Regions from separate parts of the Canis lupus genome. Here region 2 is linked to region 1. Evidence: chromatin contacts called from public Hi-C data. All regions are on one chromosome and are shown on one strand. The core of a region is the stretch at or near the end of the contact, and the rest is flanking DNA. Distances in the headings are between cores, read along the strand shown.

Region 1 (3,005 bases), core at 255-2,754:
TCCAGACAGGCCCGCCTGGCTCTTCCTCCCTCCTGTTAGGGCTGCTCCCCCGCCCCCTTTTCAATCTACCTTTGCAGATCTCTTTGTGTTACACATCTTTACACATCTTTGGAGCTACCTCCAATCCCTCTAGGAAGACGGGCATAAAGAAACCCAGCTAACAAGTCAGGATGATCAGCCCTGGTACCATCCTGGCCAGAGCTTTCCAGAGCCTTGCAGCCGCTCTGCTGGAAGCTGCTGGGCCCAGGGCTCTGGCTAAGCAGAGGCATTTCCTCCCCAAACAGACACTTTCACGAGAACAGAACTCTCCAAGTATCAAGAAAACACCAGGCCACGAGAATGGCTAGCGGCCTGGAAATTTTCTAAGTCTCATTTATGCTGGAAGTTGGCACAGAAACCACCAAGGAGGCAAGACATGAGGTTTCCTGGGGTGGGTGGTTGTTTTTTGTTTTTGTTTTTGTTTTTGTTTTTGTTTTTTTAATATCTCAGAGAAGAGAAAAAGGTACCAGCACATGTTGGGCCTAACTTGAATCCATCTCTGGCTAATCTGAATTTTGCATGAAGGCCAGCTCTCTCACAGGAGGCCCCGGGTGGGGGTGCTGCTTCTCCCAAGGCTGCCCTGGGCCAGAGTGTGGGTGGGTCTGGTGACAGGCAGGGGCTGGAGATGGCTGGGCACTGGGGGCGCGAGCTGGCCCACACTGGAGGCTGCTGTTTGGGGCCCTGTGGTGGCTGGCCCTCTGCTCTGGGCACCTAATTCACCATGCCCCTGCCACAGCCAAGCTCCTCTTCCTGCACGGGGTGGGTCAGCTGCTCGCCCAGGCCTGTGTCAAGGCCCAGCCCATTTTTGTGAAATGCTTACCTTTGGACTGACTGCACAAGAGGCAGCCTTTTAGGGCCTGGACTGCTTTTCTACCCACAGGAACAAGGGAAACCCTATCAGACAGGCCTAAAAAGAGGAAATAAAGTTGCCCCAAGGGGAGCCTCTGAGTCCCGGTGAGCACTGCTGACTTGGCCCTGGCTCCCTGGGGCTCTTCCCCAGGTCACAGGTTCTAGAATCAAACAGCCCAGGGGGCCAGGGACTATCTTCTGGACATGATACTGGCTCTGGGCAATTACTAGGAAGTCCCTGGCTTCCTGTGCCACTGCTTCCTCAACTTACTTCTGCGGAGGCCACAAATGTTTACTGAGCACCTCTTTACCTGGCAAAACCCAGCTCTGCATCATCCTCTCTGAAAGCCAGCCGCGAGCCTGTGTGCACCCTGCCTGGCCCCACGTGGCCCTGACCCTACACACCACTGCCTGGCTGGGGGCGGCTCATAGGAGGTGCTCAGTGCAGCCTGGGGGGATGAGAAGGAAGGACTCACCTGGTTAGTTAGCCTGCCTGGCTCGGCCTTGTGCCAAGGAACAGGCCTTGGTGGCCCAGAGCCCTGCCAGCCCTCTGAATGGTGTCCCCCAGGCCACACTGTGGCAGACACCGTTTCTGCACCAGGACCCCCCCACCCCCCGGGGGGGCAGATGGCCTGCCTGGACACAGAAGGTGTGCAAGCCTGTGCCAAAGGGCCTTCCAGCACTCTGGCAATCAGAAAACAAACATTTTGTTTCTGTGGCGTGCACCCCAGCCAGCACACACTCAGGACAGGACTTGTGAAACCACCTCGCTCTCGGGTTGGTGTAAGGAGAATTCCTTGCCTAACAAAAGTCAAGGGACCTTTCCAAAGCACACAGGGCTCTGGCAGGGGGCCAAGGCTAACGTGCTGTGCTGCCGGGAGGCACGCGGTGTCGGGGGGCAGCTGCTATAGCAGAACTGGGGGCGCAGAAGGAGGGGCCCTCGAGGGCGTGGTGGGCACTGGGTTCTGTACAGCTGCCTGGAGCTGGGTGCTCTGAGGGCCACATGAGGGCACAGGGAGCCAGGACTACAAAGCATCGGGGCCCTTGCAGCTCCATGTCTCTGTTCCAGGTAGTGGCTTCCAGAGAAAGAGGATCCTTTTAGGAAAAATGAGCAAATCGTGAACCAGTTTAACAACTGCATTTTGGAGACTGGCAGACTGAGGTCAAGACCAGGGATGAGACCTGCCCCAAATCGCAAGGCTAGTTGATGTGCAACCAGACCTCTGACTTGCAGGCTGTGCTCAGGAGAGCATCTGATCCTCAGGCAGGATGGCGGCCCTGAGAAGGCTAGACAACCCCAGACTGGAATCCCGGCTCCCCTGTGCCCTCTGCGGGACCTTGGCAGATCATTAAACTTCTGAGCCTCAGTTCCACATTTGTACCACGAGGCTAAGAAGAGCCCCGAAGTCACAGCACTGTCTGGAGAACTGATTGCAGTGAGAGCACCAAGGAGCCAGTGAAGGTGCCTGGCAAACCTGAGCTCCTCCCGCCACCCCCTGCCCCTCACTGTGCTCAGGTGCAGGCGATGTGCCCAGGGCACTCTGGGGACACAGCACTGCACAGCCAAGGGGTCGGGGGGCTCGGCTTTTGGGAAAGAATCTACCCTCCAGGTTGGTCAAATCCAAATGCGCTTTTTAAATCCAGATCTGCTTTCAAGAGCAAGGAGACAAGGCAGTGACTCAAAAAGTAAAATCTCTAGGAATAGAACTATAAGAAGTAGCAAAAATGATATGAAGAAAACCATAAAGAACACAAATAGAATAACATGGTATGTTGCAGACCGGAAGACTCGACCTCAAAAAGGCATAAATTCTCCCCAAGTTAATTCCTAAACTGAACACAATCCCAATCTAAAACATCAATGGCATCCCCCTCACACCACCGTCTCCAAACGAAGTGATTCTTAAGTTTTTAATGGAAAATAAACAGAAGAGGTTCATCAGGACAACTTTACGGAGCAGGGAGGAGAGATTCTCTCTACCAGACGCCAGAACACGTAAGAAAGCCGTGAGAGCTAAGGGTGCCCTGCCACACGAAGACACAAGGAGACTCTCGGGCCCGGCTCAGTACTCGGTGAAGGTGGACGCTCGCAGCACAGAGCAAAAGACGGAATTCTC
Region 2 (3,005 bases), core at 223-2,722, 96 kb after region 1:
AGGGAGTCTCACGGGGTCTACTAACTCCATTCCTCCCCCCAAGCGCTCCCGCCAGGGTGACATCCTTCGACCGAGCCCAGGGCCTGGAGCGGGCGGGATCCCCTCCCAGCCTGCGGGAAGCGCGGGGAACCCACATGCTGGTGTGTCATTTGGAGGCGGGCGAATGCGGAGGCGAGCGGCGCAAGACGCTCGCCGGCTTCCCAGGCCAATAAACAATGCCATTCCGGCTCCTGCTCCTGCAGCAGTCGATAGGAACAGCCCCTCGTCTCCGCCATCCAACAATTCAACAAACATTTGTTCCTGTTGAACCACCGTCGGCCCGGCCCCATCTGCGCCCGCCGCGGCAAGGCGAGGCGGCGGCAAGGCGAGGCGGCGGCGGCGGCGGCCGGGCCCTGCCCCGGGGTCGGGGGCCCGGGGTGCAGCACCCCCGAGGGGCCGCCCGCCCGCCCGCCCGCCGCCGCCGCCGGGTCCGCGGGCTGCAGCGCACCGAAGGCTCGGAGTGTGGCCTATAGGAGGCGGAATCCCATTCATCAAACGCCGCAAAGCGCTGTTCTTTGTTCACCATCGGACCAAGTACAGTGCGTGCGAACGAGCCCGGCGGCCGGACGCGGGCAGCCCGGCCCCGGGGGGCTCCCGGGGCGACCGGCCCGAGCAGCAGAGCGCGCCCCGCCGCCGCCTCGCCGCCCCCTCGCCGCCCCGGCCCGCGCCGCCAGCGTGGTCCCCCGGGACGCCCCGGGGAGCAACTCCGGGGAGCAACTCCGGGGGTCCTGCCCGCGCCTCGCCCCGCGCGCCCCGGCCCCGCCAGCAGGCACTCCCGGCGGGAAAGGAAGGGGAGGCGAGCAGCGCCCGTGCAGCGCGGCCCTGCTCGCCATGTGCGAAGCCGCGCCGGCGCCCCCCGCTCCGCCCGCCCCGCACCCCGCACCCCGCCCCCGCGGCCGCCCCGCCGGCCGCCCCCGCCCCGGGCCAGGCGCCCCCCCCCCCCACCCCGCCCCGGCCCGTCCAGGAGCCGCGGGGCCCGCCGCCGCGCGCCCGCATCCCGGGGGTGCCGGACGCAAACTTCCGCGAACAAAAGAGTTGTCTGCAAACGGTGCGGGAACTTCGGGGCGCCGGGGTCCCCGGGTCCCGGCGCGGGGGAGCGCGGAGCCCGCGGAGGCAGGACCGCGCCCCGCCGCGCCCCCGGCTGCGCTGACAAGTCTCGCGCCCGCCCCGGGCCGACGCTCAGCGCCCCGAGAAGCCGCCCGACCCCACGCGAAACCAGGCAGGGGGGAAGAAAAGAAAAGAAAAGAAAAGAAAAAAAAAAAAAGGAAAGCGGCGACACTTCCAAGTAACAAAATGAGCATCCTGGCACGCAGGGCCAGCACGGCCGCCGGGGTCCCGCGCGCCGCCCGGTCGCTTACTGTGCGCGGCGGGGTCGCCTGGGGTCCGCGCTGCCGCCGCCGCCGCCGCCGCCACCGCCACGGCCGCCGCGCACGCTCTCCCGCCGGCGCCGAGCGCTTTGTACCGAGCGGCTCCCCGGGAGGAGGAAATCGACTTGTCACTTCCTGAACTGTTCGCAACTCGTCCCTTTCACCGGCCCCGGCCGGGCCGCCCGCGCCCGCCGCGCCCGCCGCCGCCGTGGGGCCGGCCGCCCGCAAGGCGTGTGTCCGGGTCGGGCGCTCCGCGGGCGGCGTGGCGGGGCCCGGGCGGCCGCGGGGCTGGCGGCGGCGGCGGCGTGCAGGGGCCGGGCGTGCAGGGGCCGGGCGTGCAGGGGCCGGGCGTGCAGGGCCGGCGTGCAGGGGCCGGGCGGCGGCGGCGGCGGCGGCGGGCGCGGGTGCAGTGCGCGCAGCCGCCGGTGGGCGGGGAGTGGGGGGGTCGCGGCGCGCCGCCGGCGGGGCTGGAGGCCGTCCTGCGAGCCGAGCCGAGCCGCGCCGCGCCGCCCGCCGCCCGCCGAGCCCGCGCCTGCGAGGCCCCGGGACGCGGGAAGGGCACGCGGGAAGGGGCCCCGGGCCGGCCGGGCCGCGCCGCGCCGCACCGCCCGGGCCCGGAGCCAGGGGTCCCGCGGCCGCCCCCGCCCCCGCCCCCCGCAGGAGCCGGGGCACAAAACCCCGGGCCGGGCCGGGCCGCGTGGACTTCGGACGCCCAGCTTCCGGGTTGTGGGGTTTTGAGGTTTGTCGGCGGCGTGCCGGGCGGCAGCGAGGGGGGCTGTGCGAGCCTTGTCACACTTTGGGAAAATAAAGCGCTAGTTTCCCAACTAGAGGCGCTGGTCGAAATAAAGGAATGTGTACTTCAGAAGCCACATGCAAAATATATGCAACTGGTGAAGGAAGGATTTGTGGTTGCTAAGCAGACGCAGAGCATGTTTCGTTCTGTAACTTAGGATGTTGACTTAAGTTCAGGAATGTAACCCTGATAGAATAAGCAGAGTATTTTCATTGTACTGCTCACCTGGGGGAGGGGGATTGTTTCCCTTGTGAAGCGAAGCCCTAGATTTCCCATCACTCCGTCCTACCAGTGTATGTTATTTTATTGACCTTGTATCCAAAGAGATTTTTAAAGAGAAGGTTTTTTTCTTTTCTTTTTTTTTTTTTTAAAGAACTCCCCTATGCCTGTTTTGTGTTCTCCTTTGCCAAAAAAACAAAACACCTCATTACTTTACATGGATTGTGTCTGCCCCATTTGAATGGGTCTATTCATAAATCAGGAAACTTTTTCTGTTGCTTCTAGGAACATTTAATTGGTTTTAATCCAATGTTTCAATCCCAGTATCAAACATAAATGGACAATTAACTTCTTGAGCTTGTATGCACTTGGGAAACTATTATATTTCATGGCTGTTGCTGAAATATTTCAGTTTCTCATCACACTGGACCCATTCTTTTTCAGAAAACCATGAGCTAACATCTCCTTTCACACCAGCTACGGCTCACTCTAGTGATTTCTTCTGCAAGATTACGATGAACAACAATCAGGAGAAGGATGGGTGTCTATTCATTCAAGTAGATGATGTGGGATGTAACCAATTTGTC

Evidence for each region. A called contact is a pair of places that touch in the nucleus more often than the background predicts.
Region 2: a Hi-C map of blood shows a contact between it and region 1, with 3 times the contacts expected there. The contact joins the promoter of FAM53B here to the enhancer-like site in region 1. A contact is called at or near these places in 2 of 9 Hi-C or Micro-C datasets (amygdala and blood).

What each region holds. Positions count from the first base shown.
Region 1 is chr28:34,324,272-34,327,276 of UU_Cfam_GSD_1.0, forward strand. The region is part of intron 4 of FAM53B (protein FAM53B); the gene reads right to left. Among named protein-coding and RNA genes, the nearest start is that of FAM53B, 96 kb to the right of the region's middle. Within about 2 kb of position 1,505, at least 7 of the 20 cell types and tissues checked have an H3K27ac peak or open chromatin away from gene starts, as enhancers often do. A contact at or near this core is called in blood, where this site is marked.
Region 2 is chr28:34,419,910-34,422,914 of UU_Cfam_GSD_1.0, forward strand. FAM53B (protein FAM53B) reads right to left here and starts at 1,473. Exons shown (of 5, transcript XM_038579035.1): 1 at 1,398-1,473.